Linked DNA regions of Rattus norvegicus: region 1 is linked to region 2. A link is a contact called in public Hi-C data. All regions are on one chromosome and are shown on one strand. The core of a region is the stretch at or near the end of the contact, and the rest is flanking DNA. Distances in the headings are between cores, read along the strand shown.

Region 1 (3,688 bases), core at 678-3,177, 470 kb after region 2:
CTCCAAAGGCACTTCTAGGGCTACATCTTCCAATTGGGTACCACTTCGTCTGGAACCCTTTGCCCACCAGAGTTCTGGCCAGGGTCAGCATTGTTTTGGTCATTCAGCAGTACAAAGAAGCTGGAAACAACAAACTACCAGAACAACAAAGAGTATTGGGGTTGGAGAGATGGCTCAGTGGTTAAGAGCATTGACTGCTCTTCCAGAGGTCCTGAGTTCAATTCCCAGCAACCATATGGTGGCTCACAACCATCTGTAATGAGGTCTGATGTCCTCTTCTGGTGTGTCTGAGAACAGCTACACCGTACTCATATATAAAATAAATAGATAAATTAAAAAAAAAAAACACAAAAAATGAAGAGTGTTCACAGCCACTCCAAAGATCTGGGGGGAAGAGGGTAGTGTCAGAGGGAAAGATAGTGGTTTCACTATTATTAATATTATTATCATTATTATTAAAATTTTTGTTAGCATTTTAAAAATGTAAACAGGACCTCATGTAGGCCAGGCTGGCTACAAATTCATGACATAGTCAAAGCTAACCTTGAATTCTTGATTCTCTTGCTTCCTTTTCTTTAGCGCTGGGACTACAGGTGGGTCACTGTTTTAGTTAAGGTTACTATCATTGTGATGAAACACGATGACCAAAGCAACTTGGGGAGGAAAGGGTTTATTTGGTTTATGCCCCCAAGTTTATTCTTCAAGAAAGTCAGGGCAGGAAGGCAAACAGGGCAGGAGCCTGGAAGCAGGAACTGATGCAGAGGCCATGGAGGGGTGCTGCTTACTGACTTGTTCCTCATGGCTTGCTCAGCCTGCTTTCTTTTTTTGTTTGTTTTTTCTTTTTTTCTTTTTTTCGGAGCTGGGGACTGAACCCAGGGCCTTGTGCTTTCTAGGCAAGCGCTCTACCACTGAGCTAAATCCCCAACCCCTCAGCCTGCTTTCTTATAGAACCCAGGACCACCAGCCAGGGATGATACCACCCACAATGGACTGAGCCCTCCCCTATCAATCACTAATTGAGAAAATGCTGTACTGTTGGATCATGTAGAAGCACTTTCTCTTCCTCAACTGAGGTTCCCTCTAGCTTGAGCCAAGTTGCTGGAAAACTAGCCAGCATAGTCACCATACTGTGTTCCTGTGGTGCCAGGGATCCAACCCAGGGCTTTATGCATGTTAGTCAAGCACTCACACCAACAGAGAGACATGCCCTGCCATTATTTTTCGATTGCTTCTTACTCTATTAGTTTTAAACGCCTTTGTAAATATTGCAAAGCAATACATTTTAGAACTCATCCCCAGAGCCAAGAAGGATGTTAATCCTGAAGTTTAAACTCTGAGGGTCTAGGGGTCACATGAGTGACCAATGCTTTGCAGTAAATTTAACAAAATAAAGAAGTTTGTTATGATGATATGTACAGAATAAGTTTGGCAAATGATTTTCACTGAATATTGAGTCCACGTATGAAAGAATAAATAAGTCTCAAACACACTGAAGACCTGGTATTCTCCCGACATAGAGAGACAGGTTCAAGGTATAAGGGCTGGAAAAGGGAATGAGGGTCTGGAAGAAGTGAAGACCCCTTAGCTCTGAGTTTTTTCAGCTAACCCAGAAAAAAATTAGGGGAACAAGGGGTACCCCACAGGGACAAGGTCGGAGGTCCTCTGACCCCGCCCCTTCATTCCCGCCCATCCTCGCCCTGCCCCGCTCCGCCCCGTTCCACAGCTCACCCCCGCCCCCACAGAAAAAAAAAAAACAAACCGGTAACCTCTACCCGGCCACTTTCAATTGGCCGTGCACATGAGCGAAATCCACAGAGACCAATGAACGGCGGCCACGGCGTGGCGAGCCCTTCCGGCCCGCCTCCGCGCGCCGGCGCACCGCCCGCTAGAAGCAGAGGGCGGGACGTGGGCGCGGCAGAGCCGAGGCGGCGGCGGCTCGGGCAGAATGCGGGTGATCAGCATGGCTCGACTAGTGCTCGGTAAGTGCGGGCCTGCAGTAAGAAGCCGGGCGGAGGTGGCCTGAGGGGCCAGGGCCGGGAAGCAGACTCGAGTGGAGGAGCGGGATGCCGGACCAGCTTAGGGACTTGGCGGCGAGCTAGGTGGAAGAGGCCAGGTCCGGCCCTCTAGAGGAGGCCCCGGGGAGTCGGAGACTTGCAGCCTCTGCTCCCCTCGAGTGCGCTCCGCCACCGTTCCAGCTCAGCCTTCACTTTTAGGGCGAATAGCAGAGGCCGGTCCTGAAGGTGTCTTAGAAGTGGGCAGTGCCCTCTGAGGGAGGCCTCACATCTCCTGAGCACTTCAGATGCTATTGAACGTCCACCCAGTTGTCCAGAATGATGTTTAGCGATTCGGTGGGCGAATTTGAGGATCCCTTTATTTCCCGGCTTGCCTCACAAGTGGGCCTATAGTTTCTGACATTAGTTAACTCAGCCGATCCTGGCTAAAAAGTAGGAGAGGGAGGTGGTCCCTTCACTCCTCCTCCCTCCGTTTACTAGTTGAGACCCGCAGCATATTTTCTCACCTCTCTGCCAGTTTTTTTTCAACCGTGTTCACCCCGTGACCTGTAGTACATATTTAAAGAGAGTAAGCAAGAAAAATACTACTTTCTGGGTTACTGTAGAGAGCAGATGAGAGGGAAAGGTTTAATCTTTAGTTTTCAAATGAGTGGCTATGAAAGAGTGATTCTATCAATTAACTCATTATTTTAATAAGGTAGGGAGCTTTTTTTTTGGCCACCCTGCTGTGGCCGGGTGCCAGGCAGAAATGTTACTGGTGTGAATTTATAACACCCTTAACTGCTACAGAGATTGAATGGGAAGCCACAGATGGCAAAACCATCTGCACGCATAGATTGTGGACCCTGGGAGTTCTTTTTTTTCCCCCAGTAGTGCTCATTATCAATGTGTAGAGTGGCCATGTGAATTTTAGAAGCAGGATTTGATGGGTCAGCATTGACCTATTCAGCCATAATAAATCACTCACCCCCTGGGGATGGGGGTGGGATTGTTCCTTGGGGAGCAAGTGCAAAGAGCAGTGTATTTGAGTCTTCCTAACCCTGTTAAGTCATCTTAGAGCCATCGCTTGGTAGACTTAGGCAGACTGGGTGGTTCTGCTTCTCTTGGCCATTAGGGCAGCAGGAGAGCATGCATGGTCTCTGCAGGCATCCACAGGGATGGAGGGAGGCTCCATGCCTCAGGAAGGCCTCTCTCTTCCCTGGACAATTGTTTTCCTAGATATTGTGGTAAGTGTAGACATCCTACACTTTTCCTAGTTCTCTCAAGAGCTTCCCTTAACAGATGGCTACCCAATAAAAACACTCTGTCAAAGGTCTAAGATGCAAACACCTTAAAAGTTAGGATGGCCATCAGTCAGGTAGGTTGCACAAAGTTACATGGGAGGTGCTAGTCCATAATGACTTTACTTACAAAGTCTCCATAACTTTTTACCCACCTTTGAATCTTCATAAGACTCAAGTGTATTGAGCAAGTATGAATTCGTAACAGTTTCATAAACCAGAGGAACCTACTGGGTGTAGTAGCACATGTCTTTAATCCCAGCACTCCAGAGACAATCTCTGTTATTCCTTTTACTGAGCAGCACCACCCAATAGAAATACAAGGCAAACTCTGCAATGTCCTAAGTTTTGTAGGAGCCACAAATAAAAAGGCAAAGCAGAACAGATAACAGTGCT
Region 2 (3,581 bases), core at 591-3,090:
AAAATAAGTGAATAGGTGTGGGAAAGATGACTCAGTGGTTAAGAACACTGACTGTTCCTCTAGAGGACCCAGGTTCAATTTCCAGCACCCACATGGTGGCTCACAACTGTCTGTAATTCCAATTCCAGAGGACCTGATGCCCACACAGAGACATGCAGGCAGGCAAAACACCAAATCACATTGTAAAGGGATTTTAATCCAGCAACAGGGCTACTCTGGCAAGGGATCACACCCAAAGACTTTCTAGGTCTATATGATCTGACCAAATACAGACACACTCTGGATTATAGTACAACCTGAATGGAATATAGACATGCCTTTAATCCCTAATAATGAACGTAAGATTGGTTTGTAGAAGAAAGCAGCCACGTTTAAAAGTAACATCTAATTGAGGGCAAAGTGAGAAGTTAGAGAAAGATTTGACAGAATGAATCAGAGGACACACGGAGTGGGGGCGGGGAGAGGCAGTTTACTGGAACAATTTTATAGAGACAGGCTTTAGAAAGAACAAGTTGGTATCTTTATTCAGTAAGAACTCCCCACATTACAAATTGAGAAACTAAGTCACAGAATGACTTTTAGAAACTTGCTTAAGATCTTACAATTTGAAAAGCTATCTGTGACTCCAGGTAACTTTTTTTTTTCCGGAGCTAAGGACAGAAACCAGGGCCTTGCGCTTGCTAGGCAAGCGCTCTACCACTGAGCTAAATCCCCAACCCCTCTCTTTTCTTTTTTAAGTTTAGTTTAGCATATATATATATATATATATATATGTGTGTGTGTGTGTGTGTGTTTTGCATATATATATGTGTGTGTGTATATGTGTGTGTGTGTGTGTATATATATATATATATATATATATATCATATTAACATGTGTGTGCCTGGTGCCTATGGAGATCAGAAAAAGGGCATTAGATTCCCCTGGGCCTGGAGTTAACAGATGGTTTGAGCCAATGTGTGGGTAATGAGAATTGAACTCAGGTCCTCTGGTAGGGCAGCCAGTGCTCCTAAACGTAGAACCATCTCTCCAAGCTCCAGTTAAGATGTTTTATCTATCTCCTCCATTGGATTCTGGATCCAGTCTGTTATATTTAAAACAGTATCTTCTTGAGCCAGCCCAATACCTGATACAATAACTATTCAAGAACTGATACAGAAAAAAAAAAGTTTGTGCTTTTGGGACAACGTATACTCTAAGGATGAACTTTAGCTGACTTCGAATTCAAACACATGATCTCCCTGCCTGGATCTCTACGGCGCTCGTTCTGGTCCCTCCAGGATGGCTTGTTTATGAGCATGTGCTAAACACCCTTAGATGCGTGATGGGAGCGGGACTGTCATCGTCCCTGGGCACTCAGCCCCTGCAGTCCGCCGGTCGCGGGTCCGGACTAGGGAGCGCCGACTCTGGTACCCCGGAATCCCTGCTCCACCTCTTTTCTTACCTCTCCCCACCCCCGCTTCCCCGCCACCCTCTCCGAGGATCCATCCTCCGGAACACCCGGGTGTCAGCTGCGGGCGAGGACGCGTGTGCGCGGGAGATCTCCAGGGAAGGCGGTGCGCATGTGCAAAGGCAGGCGCACTGCGCATGCGGGAAGATGGCCGGCTCGGGGACCTGAGTGCCTCTGAGGTCACCCTGGTCACCCTGGTCCCCCTGCGCGCCTACCCCGATCCCCTCCGCGCCTGAGGGCAGCGCTAGGCGAGTGGGACCGCGACGCTCCGTGAGTGAAGCCGCAGTGCTCCGTGGGTGGAGCGGGCGGCGCTGAAGGGGCCGGGAGCGCGCGCACCGAGCCTCCCGGAAAGGCGGGAGGGCGCGTGGGGCGCGAGGGGCGCGGGACATCATGAGTCAGCAGCGGACGGCGCGGAAACTGCCCAGCCTGCTGGTGGACCCGGCTCAGGAGACCGTGCGCCGCCGCTGCCGGGACCCCATCAACGTAGAGAACCTACTGGTGAGCGGGAACCCGGGCCACGGGGGTCGCGTGCTGTGGGACGCGCCCCTTGCGTCCGGCCCTCTGCACAGTGTCTCTTGGTGTCCCGGGGCTCTCCTTGCAGCTCCCGATTCTTGGACCGCCCTTTGCTTTTAAATGTTTCAATTGGATTTACTTACTTTGTGTTGGGGTGGGGACCGCGGGCGCGTGGATTCCACGAGGCACGTGTAGAGCTTAGAAGGCAACTTGGCGGCAGTCTGTTCCATGCTTTCCACCTTTGTGGTTCGCGGGATGGAACTCTGGTGGAGTTTGTAAAGCTTGGTGGCAAGTACCTTAACCAACTGAGCGATCTTGCCTTTCTGTCTTCACTGTTTGACAGGGGAAATGAAAGAGTGAGAGAGTTCCCTCCATTCTGTGCTTCCCACCTTTCTCAGGGTCCCTGGTGGATCCGTCTTTTGTCCGTTTCTCCCAATCGCTGTGTTCTCTGCAAGGCAAGCTATATCCAAGCCATTCTGGCCAATCCGGTGCCAGATAGTTCATGAACCTTGTCTTGTCTGACTCCTCAGAGCAACCTTGAGATTGTTATTCTTGTCTTAGAGTTTGTCAGAATTGACTCAGGTGTGTGTACAGAGATGTCTGGCCTTGTGGCTAGGTAATGAGGAAGCTTCGGTAGGAACCTCAGAATGACTGCAGATGACAGCCTCTCCCTAACACCCCCCCCCCCCTTTTTTAAAGTGATTTCTGCTGAGTTTCCACTTGATCTTGCATTACCACCCAGGACTGTGCCGGGCACTTGAGTCCTAAGCACTCAGTATGATGGTTGTAAACAAGATCACTGCCTGTTTTGTCGATTCTAGTAGCAGTTTCACACCTTAATCTTGTGTCACAACTAACCACTCTTGGCTGAGTACTGTTTGTTGTGCCTTGGACAGCCATGGTGGGTCCCCTTGTCCCCTTCTCCTTTTCAGACATGTGGGTGTCATCCAGAATTCTCTACAGTTTGCTCATGTAGGTGACCACTCACTATTCCTACCTAACTTGTGGCCCGAGACCATGGTAGGTTTTTAAAGGATTGACAGACACTCTAAAATGCTCACTCTGGAAAAACCACTTAACCTTTTGTACTGCATCACAAGATAACGTCCTCTGAAGTCTTGGATATTCTTATCCAATCTGGTGTTTTTCGTTCGTTGCCTTGAGGTAGCTCCAAATCCATACTACATCTTTCCTAGAGCTTTCTAACTGTGTGTTAGATATCCCTGCTTAGATCTAAAACTTAAAAAAAAAAAAAAAAAGTCTGTGTGTATGTCACATGTGAATGGAGCTCACAGAGGCCAGAAAATGGTGTTAGAGGCCAGAAAACGCCTGGGGCTGAAGTTAACAAGTGGTTATAAGCTGGCACACGGATGAATTGAGCCTTCTGGAAAAGCAGCAAGCAGATTCACAGTCCCTTGCCTAAGAAAGCAACCTTCCTCGAATCCCACCTTAATGAATGATGCTTTACCGCCTGTGGTGTCCAAGCCAGCACTCCGGGCATGGCTGTCACCTTTTTCTCTTTTTCAGAATTGCCTCCAGACCCCACCCTGACCCCAAGGTCATCAAGTGCTATCATGGTGCTATAATGCCATCCCAGTAGGTTTCCCGCCACTATTGC

The links. Hi-C and Micro-C count contacts between places; a contact is called where the count stands out from the background.
Region 1: a contact with region 2 is called in a Hi-C map of hepatocytes, with 2.2 times the contacts expected there. The contact joins the promoter of Pdia6 here to the promoter of E2f6 in region 2. A contact is called at or near these places in 8 of 12 Hi-C or Micro-C datasets (the A7r5 cell line, Schwann cells, frontal cortex and 4 more).

The regions. Positions count from the first base shown.
Region 1 is chr6:45,789,777-45,793,464 of GRCr8, forward strand. It overlaps Pdia6 (protein disulfide isomerase family A, member 6), which reads left to right and starts at 1,928. Exons shown (of 13, transcript NM_001004442.1): 1 at 1,928-1,979. The coding sequence starts at 1,946.
Region 2 is chr6:45,319,418-45,322,998 of GRCr8, forward strand. It overlaps E2f6 (E2F transcription factor 6), which reads left to right and starts at 1,841. Exons shown (of 7, transcript NM_001100717.2): 1 at 1,841-1,948. The coding sequence starts at 1,841. It also overlaps a transcript of Greb1 not described here.